Regions from separate parts of the Bombyx mori genome. Here region 2 is linked to region 1. The links are chromatin contacts, called in public Hi-C maps. All regions are on one chromosome and are shown on one strand. Each heading gives the region's core, a stretch centred on a gene start, on an enhancer-like site or on the middle of the called end of the contact. The rest is flanking DNA. Distances are from core to core; before and after follow the strand shown. Region 1 overlaps LOC101740483. Region 2 overlaps LOC101740483.

Region 1 (4,895 bases), core at 1,502-4,001:
GAGTAAACTTAAATTAAAAAGGTCGAACAATTGATGCTCATACCAAATTAAAGGGACCTTTAATTACGAAGATAAATGCCTCTTAAACCGTTCATTCCTCAATATGCTCTCATACCACTTGTTTCTTCAGTTGTTCCAGTACATCCATCTACCAATTACAAATCACTTAACTCATTCTTGCTTTCTGATACATCTAGCATGCTCATCTACCATTCAGATAGATTATAAATCCCACAGCTATGTATATGACTGAATATACATATGGCTTGGCTCTGCCCCTGGCATTGCTGAAGTCCATGGGCGACGGTAACCACTCACCATCAGGTGGGCCGTATGCTCGTCTGCCTACAAGGGCAATAAAAAAAAAAAAAAAAACTTCGTATTTCATTTTCACCGGCTTCGGGATGTCCCATTGACTTGTAAATTTTCACACACACCAAGAATATATAACTTCACAATAATTATATCACTTTGGCCTAATATAGGAGACAGCTAAGATAAAATAAAATATTTTTGTTTTTTTTTTAGTCCGACTTGCTATTGTGACTCATATTATACACTTTTTTCGTTACAGTCTGTCTCACATGGATTCGTTTGAGTTCGAGGAGCCGCCGGTGTCGCCTGATGAGGAAGCAGCCCTGCTTCACTACATATGCGGTCTGTATATACATAAATATAAATATCTCTCTCTATATAAATAAAAATACACAAACGCGTGTATAAGAATACATACATATCATACATATGATACATATGTTGCATATATATGAAAAATAAATCTCATTCACATGTTTCTAGAATGCATACATATTAGAAACATGTGAATGAGATTTCGATGAGAGAGAATTTTTTCGGCATAAAAGCTAGACTATGTTTGTATCATGTCTGATGTCATAAAGGATATCTTCAAATTACCTAATTATGGATGTTAAATGTAATTAATGTTAAACGTTCATGGAAGAAGGCCCTTGAGACAGAAATCCAATGCGCTGGTTGATACCTATTTTTTTGTACCCCTTAGTCTAGAATGCCATCCGTGCAGCTGATGATAGACAGGCCTAGCTCAGAATATCCCAGGAGAAAGTTATTAGCCACGACCCTCAGCATTGTGGATTATCAACGCAAATAGGAGGGGGACGCTAAATTAAAGCTTTAAGTGCTCAAGTGTAAGCTCGCGCTGACATTGCAGAAGCGGAAACGGATGTAGCGGTGCGCGAGTTCGAGCCGGTCCCGGAGTGGCTGCTCGGGGTCTACCACTCCTGGTGCGAGATCAGCGCCCTGGTCTACACGCTCATCGGTGCCGACATGTGAGTACTCGGCATGTGTAGGTAGCAGGGCCAGTGACCATGAGCGAGAAGTCTGCGTCCGGATCTTAATGTATACTAATTTTCCTAAGTTAATATTTGTAGGGCTATTCTGCCTATTTCAGTCGAGATAGGTTTGACAGATAAGTATAAAAATAAACAATCAGTCTATTGACCAATGCTACTTCCATTTGATTTGTCAGTATTCATGACGAAAGGAAGATCTTCCTTTGAGCCGGTGAGATTGCACAATAGACAGACTGTCTGAATGTTTTTTATTTTTTCTTCTTTCCTAATTATGCCGCTTACCTCGAGCGGTTATACCAGCATCACTGAGCGAGTAGGTGGGCTCACGGGGCGTTAACCTGAAGATGTTGCTAACACTAGCCCTAGCAAGAGCAGTGCTTCGCAGAATCTACCAGAGAATTGGAAACGCAACCCACTGAGAAGATCCGGCGAGAAACTCAGTGGGCTGTGTCTGTGGGTTAATCGAATGATGTTGTTCGGAACTTGTATATATGTAAGCCTATCTTAAAATTGTCCCAAGCGAGATTCAGGCATCTATCATATATCTCGTGTTGTCATATAGCTATCTCTCTCTAGCTCTGGCGTCACACAATTTTTTTTATTGTCCTTGTAGGCAGACGAGTATACGGTCCACCTGATGGTGAGTGTTTACTGTCGTCCATGGACCTTAGCAATGTCAGGGGCCTAGCCAGGCCGCTGCCTATCGCTTAGATGTCTTAAGATACTTAAATTTGTACATTTTGTACTTCAGGTCCGTGGAGCGAGTGTCTGAGGACTGGGTGTACCGCGCGAGGTTCGGGTGTCACTGCCGCCTGTGCCTCTGCACGGCCAACAACAGCGCCGCTCTGGCAGTCTTCATACGAGACCTGGTCTGGTCGCTGGCGCACGGTACGCCGTCTATATATATATATACTAGTCTTACTGGTGGTGTTAGGACGTCGTCGTGGCCTAAAGGATAAGACGTCAAAGACTTTAACTTCTTTAATCACAGATTTCGCTAAAACAAATAATATTAAAGAAATCAATATTAATCTATTCTCCACTTGACCACAGGCTTTAACAATAAACAAAATATAATAGTCTTTAAGAGTGTGTGTGTGAGAAATACATGTTAGTTGTGTAATGTTTTCTTTGTTGGTTAATTTATTTTGTATGCATTATTTTTAAAAAAATATTAGCACTGTGCACTCGTCTATATTTTCTATAAGTGTGGGAAATTACATACTCCTCCGTCTGCATAATTTTGGTAAAAAGGGGTACACAGTTTTTGCTTCATGTAATAATATATAGATAATATATAGTTAATTTCTACTCTCACGCCCAAGCTAATAAATTTTATTTTGTTTCACATTAATTGACAGATGGCCTTACCTTACCTAGCTGACCTGAACCTTAAATATAATATTGTAATGCATCTGAATCCAGGTGGATTGAGCGCTGCTGCGGTCGGCGTGGTCAGGTCGCTGGGCGTGCAAGCGGGACAGACCACGTGCCATCTCGCTCACTGGGACCTGCCCAGACTGAGGGCCGTCCTCATGTCCCACGAGGACGGTAAGTGACCTGAAGGTGGCTGAAAATGTGTAAAATACATTTCTGATGATTTTTCATCTGAACACTTATCCTTGTTGTTTCAAGCCACGAGCAACGCCGGTAAATCTGCTATGTAATCAATTACTGGCAGTTTACGGACGCAAATATTTCTTTATCTTGAGAAAATTAAACGTATATGATACTGGTGGTAAGACCTCTTATGAGTCCGCACGGGTAGGTACCACCACCCTGTCAATTTCTGCCGTGAAGCAGTAATGCATTTCGGTTTGAAGGGTGTGGCAGCCGTTTTAACTATACTTGAGACCTTAAAACTTATATGTCTATGGGCTCCAGTAACCACTTAACACCAGGTGGGCTGTGAGCTCGTCCACCCATCTGAGCAATGAAAAAAAAAACTTTTTTGCTTATAAATTTTACGCCGGGTACATTTAGTACAAATACCATCATGTATTACGTCTTATTGATATTGGATGAAGGGTGCCGAAGGATGCCGAAGCACGAGGCACTTCTACAGGCGTTAGTATTGTGTGTCTCCTTAGAACTTCAATACATTTGTTACGAAACACCGTCAGATTTGGACCGCTTATACGTACCTGTCTAATGGTGCGCTAGTAATTGTTGATGCCGCAACCGACCGAGCATGTCTGTATGTTTATCTGGGGTGACGTGTTTAATCGTCTGTGACGTCACTGTTTCGACTGTCACTGTCAATCGACTTTGGATAGTTCAGCGACTGTGACATACTTCAAACTGGAACTAGTGAACGCTTTTAAATGTGAATATCGGTAATGTTTAGTTTCGGGTTTGGTTACGTAACTGTCAGTATTTTGCAAGATGTTATAATATTATATAATTTGCCATTAATTCATACATAATTCAACTAATAATTAAAAAATCCATTTATTTTCAATGTCGTCCCTATGAAAATCAATTTTGTGATAATAATTTTCACTAATAAGATTATCGTTTAGTTGTTTCTTAAAATGAAAATCGTCTTAGTCTCTTTGCTGTGTATAAAAAAAAAGTCTAATTCCAGCCGGAGCTACCATTGTGTACGAGCAGTTGATACGTCTGGCAAAGGAGAGCAAGACAACAGAACAGATAGTCGACAAGATATGTCTGTGTCGAAGCTACGATCAGCCAATGGACAAAGAGTGCGTATAAATTTATATATGTATGTCAGGGAATGGTATTGTTATTGAAAATTTAATGAGTATTGTGAAGCGACGATACTACGAATTCGAGTGTGGTCCACGGTCCGCACGTAGGCTGGGACCAGATTTGAAAAACAAGAGTTAACATGGTGACTGCCATGTATGTAGGTCATTGGTGCTCTACGTGGCGCACTAAAGTAATTATATCGGTTTCTCTTTTCGATCATGTTACTAAAGCACGGAATATCTAGTAGACTCTGGGAAAAATGAATCTGAAGATACTAAGAATGAATCTATTTCTAAGAGGCTTAAAAGACTAAAATATTAGCAAAAAAGAAGAACTTAGTAACAGAAATCGACCTAAATACTAACTACCTAATTACTTTAGTGCGCCGCGTAGGGCACCGGTGGCCTACACGGAAGTCAACATGTTAGAAAAATATACGACCTGTATGTATGAACAGAGTTAAGTAACATTATCACTGTCAAATGTGTTTATTTTATTAATATACTAGCGACCCGCCCTCGCTTCGCTTCGGAAACATTAAAACACACATGAAACCAAAAAAAATAAATAAATAAAAAATTAAAAAAGTAGCCTATGTTCATCAGGGACAATGTCGGCTTCTAATGGAAAAAGAATTTTTCAAATCGGTCCAGTAGTTTCGGAGCCTATTCGAAACAAACAAACAAACAAATCTTTCCTCTTTATAATATTAGTATAGACAAGAGAAACAGTGAAATGTGTGATTAGATTACCCGTGTCTTGACAAGCGATTGACAGGCAAACAAGTACATGGCTTACCTGATGGTAAGTAGTCACCGTAACTCACAGACAGCCCATTGTTCTCTGACACTG
Region 2 (4,674 bases), core at 345-2,844, 37 kb after region 1:
TGCCCAGCGAAGCGGACGGGTACAGCTAGTTATATATTATCCGTAGTATATTATACGTAGATTATCCAAAACTTTTCTAACATATTGAAGGGTGAAAGGCTGGTATAAGCGACATTTATCTTTGTAATTAAAGATCCGTTTTATTCAGTATCAGCATCAGTTCGGTATCAGAACGATGGTTCCAGTTCGATGGTTTTTAATTGAACTTCAATTAAGCTTACTCCGTTCAAATAGCTGAAGAAAGTTTTTCTATAAAGTAAAGACTTGAATGTAAAGTTTTAAAAATGTCGCTTAATCCAGCTTTCCTTTCAGCCTTCGATATAACAAACAAAACTTTGATACGTACGTTACTTTCTGTACGTTTACTGAACTCCTCCTAAACGGCTGGACCGTTTTGAATGATTTTTTTGTATGCATTTGTGTGGCGCCCTGGATGGCTTAGATTCACTAATCGGTCCGTCAGACGGCGCTGCAGTCGGTATCTAGGTTATTTATCTTTCTTAGAAATAATTTATATGGCAAGATAACGTTTGCCGAGCCAGCTAGTATAACTATAAATTTAATAGGAGATTATCAGCAATGTAGGTGAAGTCAATTAATTGTATCAAGTATGTGCTTTATTAAGAATAACTCAAAAATTACTGTTTTGTTTTTATTGGTATATTAAAAATATTTATATACACACATTTCAACATTATTATCGGATTGCACTTTATAGCACTGGTATAGTAGTGTATTCCGTGGGGCGACACGGGTAGGTAACCCTGTTCTGCCTATAATTACCACGAAACATTCCTGCATTCCAGTTTGAAGAGTGAGGAAATCGTTAGATATTACAATTAAGATTTAGACACGCTGTCACTTTGAGTATTGTTTGATTGTATACAGTAAAATTAAAATAATTCATTCTCCATCGGTACAGTGTACAACATTAATATTATACTATGGTTTCCAGAAGCACCGTCTCCGCAAGCGACCAAGTCGAAGAAGTCCAAGAAGAAGGCGAAAAAGAACGCCACCGAACTTCCCGAGTCCCGGGACGGCACCAAAATGGTGACGCTGAGGAACCCGATGTTCCACCCGGACCTGCCGCCCGTGCAGATCAGCGCCGAGCCGCAGCAGCAGAAGAGCGAGCTGCGGATACCGGAGCCCATACCCATGCCGCCGGCCGCCTGCCAGGCAACCATCACGCCCACCTCCAACGGGATGTACACCATCCGGAACCCGCTCATGTCGATGATGCACCAGCAGCGCGCGCCCCACCCCCGCCCCGACCAGCTGCACGACAGGATGCTCAGCCTGTCCTCCTTCACCCAGGGCAACGACGAGGGGTACTCGCTGTTCAGGAGCAACGACGAGGGGAGGCTGAGGAGCTTCCCCCGGCCGGAGTCCAGGCTAGAGACGAGCCCCAACCCGATCGGCACGCGCCCGGAGTCCAACGGTGCGTCTCTATTCGCCAACCAGCGCCCGGACCCGGTGCGCGCGGCGGACTACGCCGGCCCACTCTACACGCCCTTCGGTCAGGAGGACGGGAATCTGTTCCGGAACGCCCTCTTCACGGACTCGAGGGACGCGCCCGACCTCAAGGCGGACGACCCCGGACAGCACCACCTGGCCAACGGTGACTCGCTGCCGTACTTCCAGCGCTTGAGGGTCGGCTCGAAGCTGAACAGCGAAATATCCGTTCATCACGTCAGCGATTCCAAGTTCTTCAAGACTCCGGTTAGTACTGAATTTAGTTTCGTAGCTATTTTACTGGTTAGCCCATTTATCGAGGAATATATAATATGACATCATGGTAAGACCAATACAAGCGGAGCAACAATAAAGAATGTTTCAAAATATGGGTTTAAATAGCTCTGTAACATTCTATAATTTAAAATATTTTCACTTTCTACGTAAATGGAGTTGGGGGATAAAATTTAGCGTTACGCCAAAGTAACTATCCCACGCAGACGAAGTCGCGGACAAAAGCTAGTATTTATATATATTATACTATATTTAGCGTACCTATGTGTTTTTGGATAGTATTATTTTGTCTGTCAGAGTAAGTTCAGAAAGAGGTAAATTGAGATATACGCTATTTAATTATTTATTTATTCTTAAATATTGTACACTTGGTGAAAACTTATTTACGAAGCTCTGCTGAAGTTTTACAGATGGTAGGACCTCTTGTGAGTCCGCACAGGTAGGTACCACCGTCCTGTCTATTTCTGCCGTTAAGCAGTAATGCATTTCGGTTTGAAGGGTGGGGCAGCCGTTGTTACTTGAGACCTTAGAGCTCCAGTAACCACTGGACACCAGGTCACCCTTCAATGTGTTTACCGGATATCACAATCCAAACTAATGAAATTCAAGTTGCGATGATTGTTCACTTGTTACAGGACGGGAGCCCTGTGGAGGCGGCGCCCCTGGACGACCCTCGCCACGTGTGGCCCGACGCGATGTACCCGCACGCGCAGCCAGGTCGGTGGGCCGCCAACTCCGTCAGTGTAGACCATCGACGAGACTTTCGCGAGAACGCGAGGAGTAAAGTTTTGTGATTTGTTTTATTTTGTCTATTTAGTGTTTCTTCAGATTTAAATGTGTAATAACGGTGGTTCATTAACTGTTTAATATCTTTGAAAGTGCACAAATGTGGGAAAATGAAACAAAGCCGCCGGACGTAACTTATCAGGATTAACTACTATACTTTACTACTATTATACTATATTATTATATTATAGTACTATTACTACTATAGTAACTTATCCTTCGAAAAGTCCACTGAACAAAATCTCTGTAAATGACCACCATTTTACTGAGATTATATTTCATCCCAGTCAATTAATCATCTTCATTTCCTTTCATTACACTCCATAATAACATTTTTGTACTAAAAACGAAATGAAATGAAATGATATGGGATGAAATATAATTTCAGTAAAATGGTAGTAATTTACTGAGATTTTTTCAGTGGACTTTTTGGAGGATCCCGAATATTAACGTTCAGCGGCTTTAATTTCCCCACATTTGTGCACTTTTACAGATACTAAACAGTTAATAAACCACCGTTATTACACATTTAAACCTGAAGAAACAATAATTAGACAAAATTAAACACATCACACAACTTCACTCCTCGCGTTCCCGCCAAAAAGTCTACCGTTGTATTTAAGTATTTCAATAGAATAATTAATACGTGCGGGATTCGAACAACTGGTACAGTTAAGGTCTGCACTTGTGGAGGACAGTATCGGTGTGACCACGGTTAACTGTATCGCTAATTAATGACTTGTAATGCTTCCCCCAGACGCGCCCCCCCCGGTCCCCCCGCGCGGCTTCGGTCCGGTGGGGCACCCCCCGCCCGGCGCCGGCCACGAGTCCAGCGTGTTCCTCCCCGACGCCTCGATAACCAACTTATCATCGCTGGACCTGTCCGAACGAGAAATCGAGAGCTTCAAGCGCTTCGAGTTCTACTTCGAGCCGCCCCAGCACAAGCCGAAGGTCTGCCTGGACGTGAGGGACATCGCGAACGCACTGAAACACAACAAACTCTAGTCGCTTACCGTCGCCCGCGCTGTCCGCACGTCCCGTGACGTTTTAATAACTGACGCGACTCTTTAGATGTTAAGTCGAATGTTATAAATACATTTCCATGTATCATTTGTTGTTTTATTTGGTTTTTACTGGTTCGTACTAAAAGGCGCGCGGGAATTCAACACGTGTGACGTCATTTGAGGCTAAAATATATAAACAAACTATACTCAGATTATTTATGAAAACAAGGCCTCACTTATATATTTTTTTCCTACTTATTCGCTGGTAGTTTAAAGGGTTATTCTAGCTACCAACTAGCCCTAGCAAGAGCAGTGCTTCGCAGAATCTACCACCGGATCGGAAACGCGACCCACTGAGAAGATCGGGCGAGAAACTCATTGGGCTGTCTGTGGGTTAATCTTTGTCATAATCGACCAATGTGTTGAATTTCTTAATTATCTCTAAAATTATACATTTAAAAGACAATTTATTTATTTGTCTTTTCAGTTGCATCATTAAATTCGACAATTAAAGTCACAGGAACTAATTTCAATTTTTATTGATGGTAGGAGGTCTTGTGAGTCCGCACGGGTACACTCCACCCCGCCTATTTCTGCCGTGAAGCAGTAATGCGGTTTGAAGGGTGGAGCAGTCGTAACTATACTGAGTCCTTAGAGCTTATATCTCAAGGTGGGTGGCGCATTTACGTTGTAGATGTCTATGAGCTCCAGTAACCACTTAACAGGGCTGTGAGTTCGTCTATCTATTAATAAAAATAAATGTAGTAAATGTATGTATTGCCCTTGTAGGCAGACGAGCATGCGGCCTACCTGATGGTGAGCGGTTACCGTCTCCTATGGACGTCAGGAAAGCCAAAGATACAGATAAACCGCTGTCTACCGTTATAGCCATACCGTATTCTAACAGAATATAACAAGAAAATTAAAGTTTTGGCTTAAAGGTCTAGTTTCCAGACCATAGATTCATTTAAAAGTCGGATAAAATAAAATTAAAAATAACAACAGTCAGTTATTACAAGTAAAGGTTTCATTTATTTTTAAAAAGAAAACAAAAATGGATAAAGTCTCAATTAGATAAACATTCATTTATTTAAAAAAAAAAAATTTACGAAGGCTTATCCTCCTGTGAATAATT

What was found. Hi-C and Micro-C count contacts between places; a contact is called where the count stands out from the background.
Region 2: a Hi-C map of middle silk gland shows a contact between it and region 1, with 2.0 times the contacts expected there. The contact joins two enhancer-like sites. A contact is called at or near these places in 2 of 7 Hi-C or Micro-C datasets (middle silk gland and whole pupa).

Annotation. Positions count from the first base shown.
Region 1 is chr11:1,880,895-1,885,789 of ASM3026992v2, forward strand. LOC101740483 reads left to right here. Exons shown (of 44, transcript XM_038013735.2): 7 at 575-657; 8 at 1,190-1,307; 9 at 2,083-2,219; 10 at 2,757-2,882; 11 at 3,919-4,036. Among protein-coding and RNA genes, the nearest start is that of LOC101740483, 11 kb to the left of the region's middle. Within about 2 kb of position 2,752, at least 4 of the 8 cell types and tissues checked have open chromatin away from gene starts, as enhancers often do.
Region 2 is chr11:1,919,102-1,923,775 of ASM3026992v2, forward strand. It overlaps LOC101740483, which reads left to right. Exons shown (of 44, transcript XM_038013735.2): 42 at 956-1,722; 43 at 2,385-2,466; 44 at 3,293-3,645. The coding sequence ends at 3,540. LOC101736607 (bromodomain-containing protein 8) reads right to left here. Exons shown (of 18, transcript XM_021349465.3): 18 at 4,549-4,674. Among protein-coding and RNA genes, the nearest start is that of LOC101736607, 21 kb to the right of the region's middle. Within about 2 kb of position 1,595, at least 5 of the 8 cell types and tissues checked have open chromatin away from gene starts, as enhancers often do.